Linked DNA regions of Mus musculus: all the other regions are linked to region 2. Evidence: chromatin contacts called from public HiChIP or PLAC-seq and promoter capture Hi-C data. All regions are on one chromosome and are shown on one strand. Each heading gives the region's core, a stretch centred on a gene start, on an enhancer-like site or on the middle of the called end of the contact. The rest is flanking DNA. Distances are from core to core; before and after follow the strand shown.

What was found. Promoter capture Hi-C pulls out the DNA fragments that hold promoters and counts their contacts. HiChIP or PLAC-seq counts read pairs in DNA pulled down with a chosen protein or histone mark.
Region 1: a promoter capture Hi-C map of neural stem cells shows a contact between it and region 2. The contact joins the promoter of Cntrl here to the promoter of Gapvd1 in region 2. A contact is called at or near these places in 8 of 39 promoter capture datasets (the C10 cell line, cranial neural crest, liver and 3 more), 3 of 484 Hi-C or Micro-C datasets (embryonic stem cells, forebrain and natural killer cells), 13 of 115 datasets of contacts at active chromatin or transcription factors (the 230-238 cell line, the SCID.adh cell line, bone marrow-derived macrophages and 9 more) and 3 of 9 other capture datasets (adipose tissue, liver and macrophages).
Region 3: an H3K4me3 HiChIP or PLAC-seq map of bone marrow-derived macrophages shows a contact between it and region 2, with 5 times the contacts expected there. The contact joins the enhancer-like site here to the promoter of Gapvd1 in region 2. A contact is called at or near these places in 2 of 39 promoter capture datasets (cranial neural crest and macrophages), 4 of 115 datasets of contacts at active chromatin or transcription factors (the SCID.adh cell line, bone marrow-derived macrophages, large pre-B cells and 1 more) and 1 of 9 other capture datasets (embryonic stem cells).

What each region holds. Positions count from the first base shown.
Region 1 is chr2:35,108,235-35,110,934 of GRCm38.p6, reverse strand. It overlaps Cntrl (centriolin), which reads right to left and starts at 1,439. Exons shown (of 44, transcript NM_001379274.1): 1 at 1,306-1,439.
Region 2 is chr2:34,753,901-34,756,600 of GRCm38.p6, reverse strand. It overlaps Gapvd1 (GTPase activating protein and VPS9 domains 1), which reads left to right and starts at 1,369. Exons shown (of 27, transcript NM_001356441.1): 1 at 1,369-1,623; 2 at 2,042-2,335.
Region 3 is chr2:35,160,977-35,163,676 of GRCm38.p6, reverse strand. It overlaps Cntrl (centriolin), which reads right to left. Exons shown (of 44, transcript NM_001379274.1): 30 at 1,584-1,748; 31 at 757-916. Among named protein-coding and RNA genes, the nearest start is that of Rab14, 39 kb to the left of the region's middle. Within about 2 kb of position 1,401, at least 30 of the 459 cell types and tissues checked have an H3K27ac peak or open chromatin away from gene starts, as enhancers often do. A contact at or near this core is called in bone marrow-derived macrophages, where this site is marked.

The sequences.
Region 1 (2,700 bases), core at 190-2,689, 350 kb before region 2:
TTGCATACAAATCTTTATATAAGTTGAATTTGGCCTGAGGCTGCTTTCCTTTGGCCTTGAGTTTCCCTATAGCCAAATACTACCTTCATGTACAAAACGAAACTGAAAGCCCAGTTTAACAATATACTTTTGAAAAAACTAGCTGAGTGTGGTATCAGACCATCTTCAAATAAGACAAATGCTCATCTGCAACCAACGAAGCTGTCCTTGCAGATTCTATTTCTGTCCATAAGTGCTGTCCATTCTCAGAACCCTGATTCACTGAGAGGGTCAGCCTATGAGATAGTGTGTGTTTCTACATGCAGACTTCACAGGAGCTATGGCAACTCAGGGAGGGAAGCAGGGGTGTGGAACCATCACTTAATCTTTCAGTGATCCAGGTTTCTGGAACCCACTGAATACTTCCCTAATTCTATAGGAATCATTACTTAGAAGTAATAATTTACTAATCAGGGGAAGTAACATAGGACCTCATAATAATTTAATGAGGATTTGATAAGAATAATTCTAGATGGTTTATAATTTCAGATTTTTTAAGAGAAGACTATGATGTAGGATACAAAATAATTGAATTGTCTAGTGATATAGAATGCACTGCAACCAGAGACATGGGAGCCAAATAAACCCTTTCCTCCCGGAGTTGCTTTCTGTCACAATGTCTTACCACAGCAATGGAAACCTTAACTAAGACATCTAGGAAGTGGTTAAGGGACATGCCCAGAGCCCCAGTGAGATGGCTCGGTGGGTAAGGGCATTTTCTGTGCTAATTTGACGTTCTAAGTTCTGTATCTGTAGCCCACGGAAAAGTGGAGAAAACCCGACTCCACAAAGTTGTCCTTTGCCCTCCATATGCGCATCACGATATGTGTCCCGTGTCCGTCCCCCCACCCCCATCATCCACACATGCTTCAAAAAGGAAAAAAGGAACAAGCTCAGAGTCACAGAACTGAGGTTAAACAGCAGAGCCCTCAGGACCGCCAGCCCATCTCCATCGCAGTTATCCCGCAGACGGTGACACACCCCGGCACTCTTCCCTCTCTGCGGGAACCTCATCCTTCTAAGCGCCGCACCCCAACTTTGCGACTCAGCAGCGCCCCGACCTAGGCTGTGCACGCCTCTCCTCCCCTGCCCTCCCTCCCCTGCCCACGCCGGCCCCGGCCCTCCTCCTTCCCGTCCAATCCCCTTTCCAAGCACACTCCCCCGCCCCGAATGCGTCCGGAGCCGGCACACCTCACGCTGGACCAGGGCTTTCCGGCCTTTGCCGCCCGCCACCCAGGCTCGGTCCGGACGCCGAAGTACACTCACCGCCTCAGCACGGGAAGGAACGGCCTAGCGGGAGGGGCGAGGCGGAGACGCCGGGATACTTCCCCTCAGGAGACCGACAGCACAGCAGCCATTTTGTTGTGTTGTGCCGGTTGCCGAGAGGGCCAGCTTGGTGTGGGCGGGGCTTGTTATCGCCACGCCCCCGACACGGACTAGTGGACGGGACGGGGCGGAGGCGCTTCCCGCCACCCTTGCCGCCTCTGCGCGCGCTCAATTTGGGGGTGCGAAGCTTCCGGGTATGAACCTGGCGGGCTGTGGTCAGCCCTCTGGGCGCCGAGTCTGTGAGGAGAGATTTTTTCCACTGAAGCAATGGGGGAAGGCTTACGTTCCTCTCCCTAAGGCAACAACCGGAGGAACCAGTATGGAGATGTTCACAGCATTCGATCTTGGGATGATGGAAGGCAGGCCTTGAGCTCTCCCGTGTCTCGATGCACACTATCCTTTACGCGACTATTTTGGAGGCAAATTGTCATACTTGGAAACTGATCGAGCCGGACGTGGCTGCACCTCAAGACTGCTTGGGCTCCAGTGACCATTCACTTGAGCTATATGATCCTAGGATTCACAGTCCAAGAGTGCCCCTTATGTTAGTACAAAAGAACTAAAGCAAGCATTTACAGAGACTTGAGCAGATCATGCCCCAAAGAGCAGCCTTCTACTGTATTTCCTAATTGTCTGCACCATGTGCTTGCGGAGGCCAGAAGAGGGCATCAGATCCCACATAACTGCAGGTACAGACCTTTGTGAGCTGCCATTTGGGTAGAGGAATCGAACCTGGGGCCTCTGGAAGAGCAGTTATATGCTCTTAAGCACTGAGCCATCTCTGCACCCTCTCCATCATCTTTCTTAACTACCTTGTTCTCCAGTCAGGCATTAACGTTTCCTTTCTTTACCACAAACTTCCTGGCTCATTTTTCTAACACTTTTACAAATTTCCTTTCTGCCTCAATTTCTACTCTCATGTAACATATAATCGTCCCCATTTCCAGCAGTTAACCTTAATGATTTGAAAGAACTTAGAACAGTAGCTGATAAGTCTAATTTTTATCATTAAGCAAGACTTCTTAGAAGTCAACTTTCATCTTAACTCTGAAAGAAGAGTTTAACCAAGGGCAGGTGTTTGCTTGGCAAAGAGAACAGCTTGTACAAACCCCAGGAAGGATTGGGAAAGTTGGCAATGAGCTGGACATTAAGTAATTCAGGGCGGTTTGAAGAAAACATAAGTAATGCACAAATGCAGTTCAGTATGAATTATGCAAACGTCTGGTGTGGTGACGCTAAATATGAAGGGGAACCTTTTAAGCAGCATGAAGCCTGTTTGTAGAAGCTGAGGTCGTTTGACCTAATGGGAAGTTCTGATCATTTCCAGCAGGAGGC
Region 2 (2,700 bases), core at 120-2,619:
ACACATTTATACATTCACACAATTTATTTGTGTGTTTGTTTGTTTGTTTATGGGGGGCAAGTTTTTGCCACAGTGGTGGTCAGAAAATATTGCAGGAGTCATTTATCCTTCCTCCCCTATGTGGGGTGTTTGGTGTCAAACTCTGGTGGTTCGGTTTGGTGGCAAATGCCTTTACTTGAAGGTTTCCTTTTGTGTCTTTGAAAGCCTTTCTTCAAGCTGGGCAGTGGTGGCACAAGCCTTTAATCCCAGCACTTGGGAGGCAGAGGCAGGTGGATTTTGTGCTCTGGAGCTCTGGAGCCTTTGAACACAATCTTCTGTTCAAGGGGGTTTTCCCTTATGCAGTCTACAAATTTTATATCCTCCCCCTCTCTTTTTCTGGATTTTTTTTCTTTTTCTTTTTCTTTTTCTTTTCCTTTTTTTTTTTTTTTTTTTTTTTAAACAAGATTTCTCTGTGTAGCACTGTCCTGGAACTTGCTCTGTAGACTAGGCTAGCCTTGAGATCTGCCTGCCTGTTTTTGCCTCCGCCTGCCTGTTTTTGCCTCTTGAGTGCTGGGATCCTGACTCATCTACCTTGGAATCTAGTCACAGCCAAATCTCTTTTCCTTTCTTTCTTTTCTTCTTTGGCCTTTTGAGACAGGGGCTCTGTATAATCCTGGTTATCCTGGAACTCTGAGATTGGTCTGATTTTGCCTTCCAACTGCTGGGATTAAAGTCATGGGCCACAAAACTCAGCCTAGGTCTTGATTTCTTAATTCAATATGGTCTCTTTCTCTGGAATCTCATAACACTTTGTAATTCTTCATAGCACTTTGTAATTTAGTTTATTGTTACAAAACTCAATCTATGGGAGATACTCTCCACTTTATATTGTAAATTGTATCCACTTGCTTTTTCATCTGGTTGGTGCTTTGTACAATGTAACAGACCCGACTGATAATCTTTAATTGAACTCTGTTGAATGGCAACATGGTACCAAAGACATTTTACTTGATACCCACAATGCTATTGTAACAAAGTAGCAAATAGGAAGCAAATTGTGACAAAAGAATTTCCTTTTGAGGCAGGGTCTCAAAGGATAGCTCCCGCTGGTCTAGACATCCTGTGTAGCTCAGGCTGGTTTAAACTTTTGTCTAATTCTGAGACATTTGCTTCAGCCTCCCAAAGGTTTTAGATTACAGGTGAGAGCTACCATGCTAGTTCAATTCTGATGATTTTTAAAGGAGGTGTATGGAAGACGGGTGGAAAGCTGTCTGGGATCTGATTTATGTTTGAATAGTTGGGAAGATGAGTTTTCACTTCCCCCTCCCCCCACCTTGGGGGCGGAGCATGAGACTCGTGGTGTTGCAGGATATATTCATTGTCTTCAATATTTTAAAGGGCTGTCAAGTGGGAACCAATTCTCCTTGCTTCCAGGCAGAATAACTACCTGCAAAGGGAGGAAAGACAAGGGAAGCAGATTTCAGCTCAGCAGAAGGCAGAACTTTCTAACATTTAGAGCTGTGCAACAGAGAGGAGCAGGCTGTACTCCTGAGAGGTAGTGAGCTGATACTGGAACATCCGAAACAGAAGTGAGACGTGGAGGCCATTCCTGCTTGGGTGGGAGCTGCACCGATGACCTTTAAGGTATGTTCTAGCTCTAAGGTTTCTGGGACTGTTCACTTCTGCTAACTTGACGCGTCCTTTCATTTTTTTTTTTTTTTTGAAAAAACAAAACCGACCTAAGCCTATTTAATGTAACACAGTTTACAGTTTATTTAATGTAATGTTATTTTTAAATAACACAGTTACAATAAAAATCGACAAAACGAGAAGTGGGAAATTATATTTATAAGTTAAAAATGAAGATACCGTCCAATTGGCATAGCTTTTAAGTGAAAGGGGAAGAGCGAGAGAGAGAGAGAGAGAGAGAGAGAGAGAGAGAGAGAGAGAGAGAGGAGAGAGAGAGAGAGAGAGAGAGAGAGAGAGAGAGAGAGAGGCTGGCTATTGGATGATGTTCCGAGCAAGAGAGGAGTGTCATTTTTCTTCCACCCGTCTTCTCTAGCACCAGGTACACGGAGACGTGAGGGCGGAGGATCGGCGTACAGGTCCTGGCAAGGCGGTTCGCGACCGGGAGCGGAAGGGCGGCCGTGGTCCGGACCACCGATCCCAGGGGCCCCCGCGGCGCCGCGCACGCGCACTGCTGAGGGGGCAGCGCCGCCGCAGGAGGCAGGGAAACCGACTGGCGATCTGTGGCGGCGGCTGGGCGGCGGTGGCAGTTCGCAGCGAGGGCGACGGCTCCGAGGCCGAGAGGCAGTCCAGCGAGGACCTGGGCGCCGTCCTCCGCATGACCTCACCGGTGAGTGCGCGTCCCCGGCCGGTCCGCACCGCGTGCCCCGCCGTCTGGCCTAGCACCGCAGCCCGCGCCTGACGGCCGCCCCGCCCCGGGCCCCGGGCCTGCCCCGTGCCCGGCGTCGCTCGGGTGGGAAGCCGCGCGGCCGGGCCCCGCGAGAGGGGTGGCGGCGTGCGGGTTCCGGCAGCCTGCCTGAGGCGGCGGGGACACAGGGCGCATGGGGGGGATGGGGTGGGAGCGCGACGGGGCGGGAAGGGGCGCAGTAGCGCGGGTCGCCTCTGTGGGCGTCCGGGGCAGGTGGGCAGCCGAGCCCGGGAGGCCAGGAGCGGACCGAATGGCTTGGGAGCGCCGCCAGGGACGCGCCGGACGCT
Region 3 (2,700 bases), core at 152-2,651, 410 kb before region 2:
CCCTGTGTGGCTGTGTGTGTACCAGTGACCCCCTGTGTGGCTGTGTAGGGTGGGGGTGCGGGGCAGAGGCAGAAGAGTCACTGGGACTTGCTGGTGGACATCTGTAACTGCAGTGCTCTGCATATGTGTTGAGGGTGTGCAGAGACAAGCGATCACTGGGACCTGGCTGAGTGAGAGCCCTTGTCTCAACAGCATAAGATAGTGACCCAACAGGACATGGGATGGTCTCCTGTGGGCTGTGCACATACACGGGGATGCACACACAAAAGGAAACAGGGTAACATGAGTAAGTAAATAAGTGGGCTCTCTCCCACACTCACGACTTATCTCAGATGTTTACTCTAGTTTTACGTGGCATTAAAGGGTAAACATAAGCCTTTTCTTTCCAGGTTCCTAAGTGTAAGTCTTGCTGTGGCACACATAAAGGACGGATAGAGATCTCTGGATGAATAGCAATTGGCTCTTTGGTTTTACAAGCTTGAATGTTTGGAGTGCTGAAGCCCTGGCCAAGCATCTCAGTTCCTCTCTCACCAGCTGTGAGAGTCCTTCCCTGCTCTCACCAGCTACCAATATGCTTAATTGCTTTAATAATCCTTAGCAAACTGAACTGAATGGCAGGAAACATCGAGTTCCTTTTAGAATTTGCTCATTACTGAGCTTACAGTTCAGAGGTGAACTTGGCCAGGTGCACTTCGCTGTGACCTGCAGGGCAGATGTGGCCAGCCTCACATTCTGCGACTTGCTCTTTAAACTCACCAGTCTTATGTCTCGACAGCTGCTGTAAAACCACCTGAAGATTCTTTTCCTCTTTCTCCATCTCCTGCTGTATAAGTGCGAGCTGAGTCTTCTTTTCACTGATGTGGACATTCAGTTCTCCTTTCTGAAAACTTAGTTCTTCCAGAAGTGATTTTACTTCCTGTGTTTAAATAAAAGTCAGCTTCTCTGTAAATTACAAATCAAAATCCCCTTTACACCAGTCAGTTCTGTTATTATTCTATTTCATATATCTAATTTGTAATTTAATTTATATTAAATTATAATTTTTTGCCTTTGGTACAAGAACAGTGCTGTATTTTGCAGCAGCACCTACTGTGTAATATGAAGAAATAACCTATGTTCATGCAGATGTGTTTGTGCAATTACCCCATGCAAGGCTGTTCCCAGCCTCAGTGACTGTCAGAGGCAGAAGGCTGGAGGCACAGACAGTCACAAACTGAGGTGCTCAGGACATAGGCAGCTATTATTAAATGCAAGATAAAGAAACTCCTTAAGAGCTGCTTAGAAACAAAAACAAAAACAAACAAACTAACAAAAATCCCAGGAGGTTGCATGTGGCTGAACCACGAGAAACAGGCAGGATGCGATGTTGCCTATGACTGTGATAAGGGCATCCCTGGACAGGAAACACATGAGAAAGCCAAGAAACAAGAGAACCCAGAGTGTACTCAGAGGCCACATGACTGCCTCAGCACCAATACATTAACACCCCAAATGGTGCTATAGGGGGCACTTCTATCTCAGAACACTTTAAAATAAACCTCAGTACTGCCCTGGACTTCTAAGAAAGCTTACAGCAACCATACCCTAATGTGACTGCACTTCTCAGCAACTTCCGTCTCCCCCAGTGTCAGGGCTTCCTGGAGGTCAGCTTTTGCCTGGGCGAGGCTGTCCTGGAGTAGAAGCAGCTCCTCCCTTCTATGCCCCAACTCTGAGTCCAGGACAGCCAACTCCTGCTGCTGGCTTGTCACCTGAAAAGGGAGATGGCAAGTTTGACTCAAGGACACATGTATTCTCCCCACACCCCCCATTGGCCTTGAGCCTGCTTTATTCTCTCTCTTTCTCTTTCTCTCTTTCTTTCTTTCTCTCTCTCTCTCTTTCTTTCTTTTCCTTCTTTCTTTCTATATATTTTCTTTATATACATTTCAAATGCTATCCTGAAAGTTCCCTATACATCACCCCCCCCCACCCCAACCCTGCTCCCCTACCCACCCACTCCCATTTCTTGACCCTGGCTTTCCCCTGTACTGAGGCATATAAAGTTTGCAATACCAAGGGGCCTCTCTTCCCAATGATGGCCAACTAGGCCATCTTCTGCTACATATGCAGCTAGAGACACGCGCTCTGGGGGTACTGATTAGTTCATATTGTTGTTCCACCTATAGGGTTGCAGACCCCTTCAGCTCCTTGGGTGCTTTCTCTAGTTCCTCCATCGGGGGCCCTGTGTTCCATCCTATAGATGACTATGAGCATCCACTTCTGTATTTGCCAGGCACTACTGGCATAGCCTCATATGAGACAGTTATACCAGGGTCCCTTCAGCAAAATCTTGCTGGCATATGCAATAGTGTCTGGGTTTGGTGGCTGATTATGGGATGGATCCCTGGGTAATCTCTGGATGGTCCATCCTTTCATCTTAGCTCCAAACTTTGTCTCTGTAACTCCTTTCATGGGTATTTTGTTCCCTATTCTAAGGAGGAATGAAGTATCCACCCATTGGCCTTCCCTCTTCTTGATTTTCCTGTGTTTTGCAAATTGTATCTTGGGTGTTCTATGTTTCTGGGCTAATATCCACGTATCAGTGAGTGGATATCTAATGACTTCTTTTGTGATTGGGTTACCTCACTAAGGATGATATCCAGACACATGTATTCTTAATACTTCAGTTTATAGTTTTCCATCTCTTCTACAACCAAATAAACC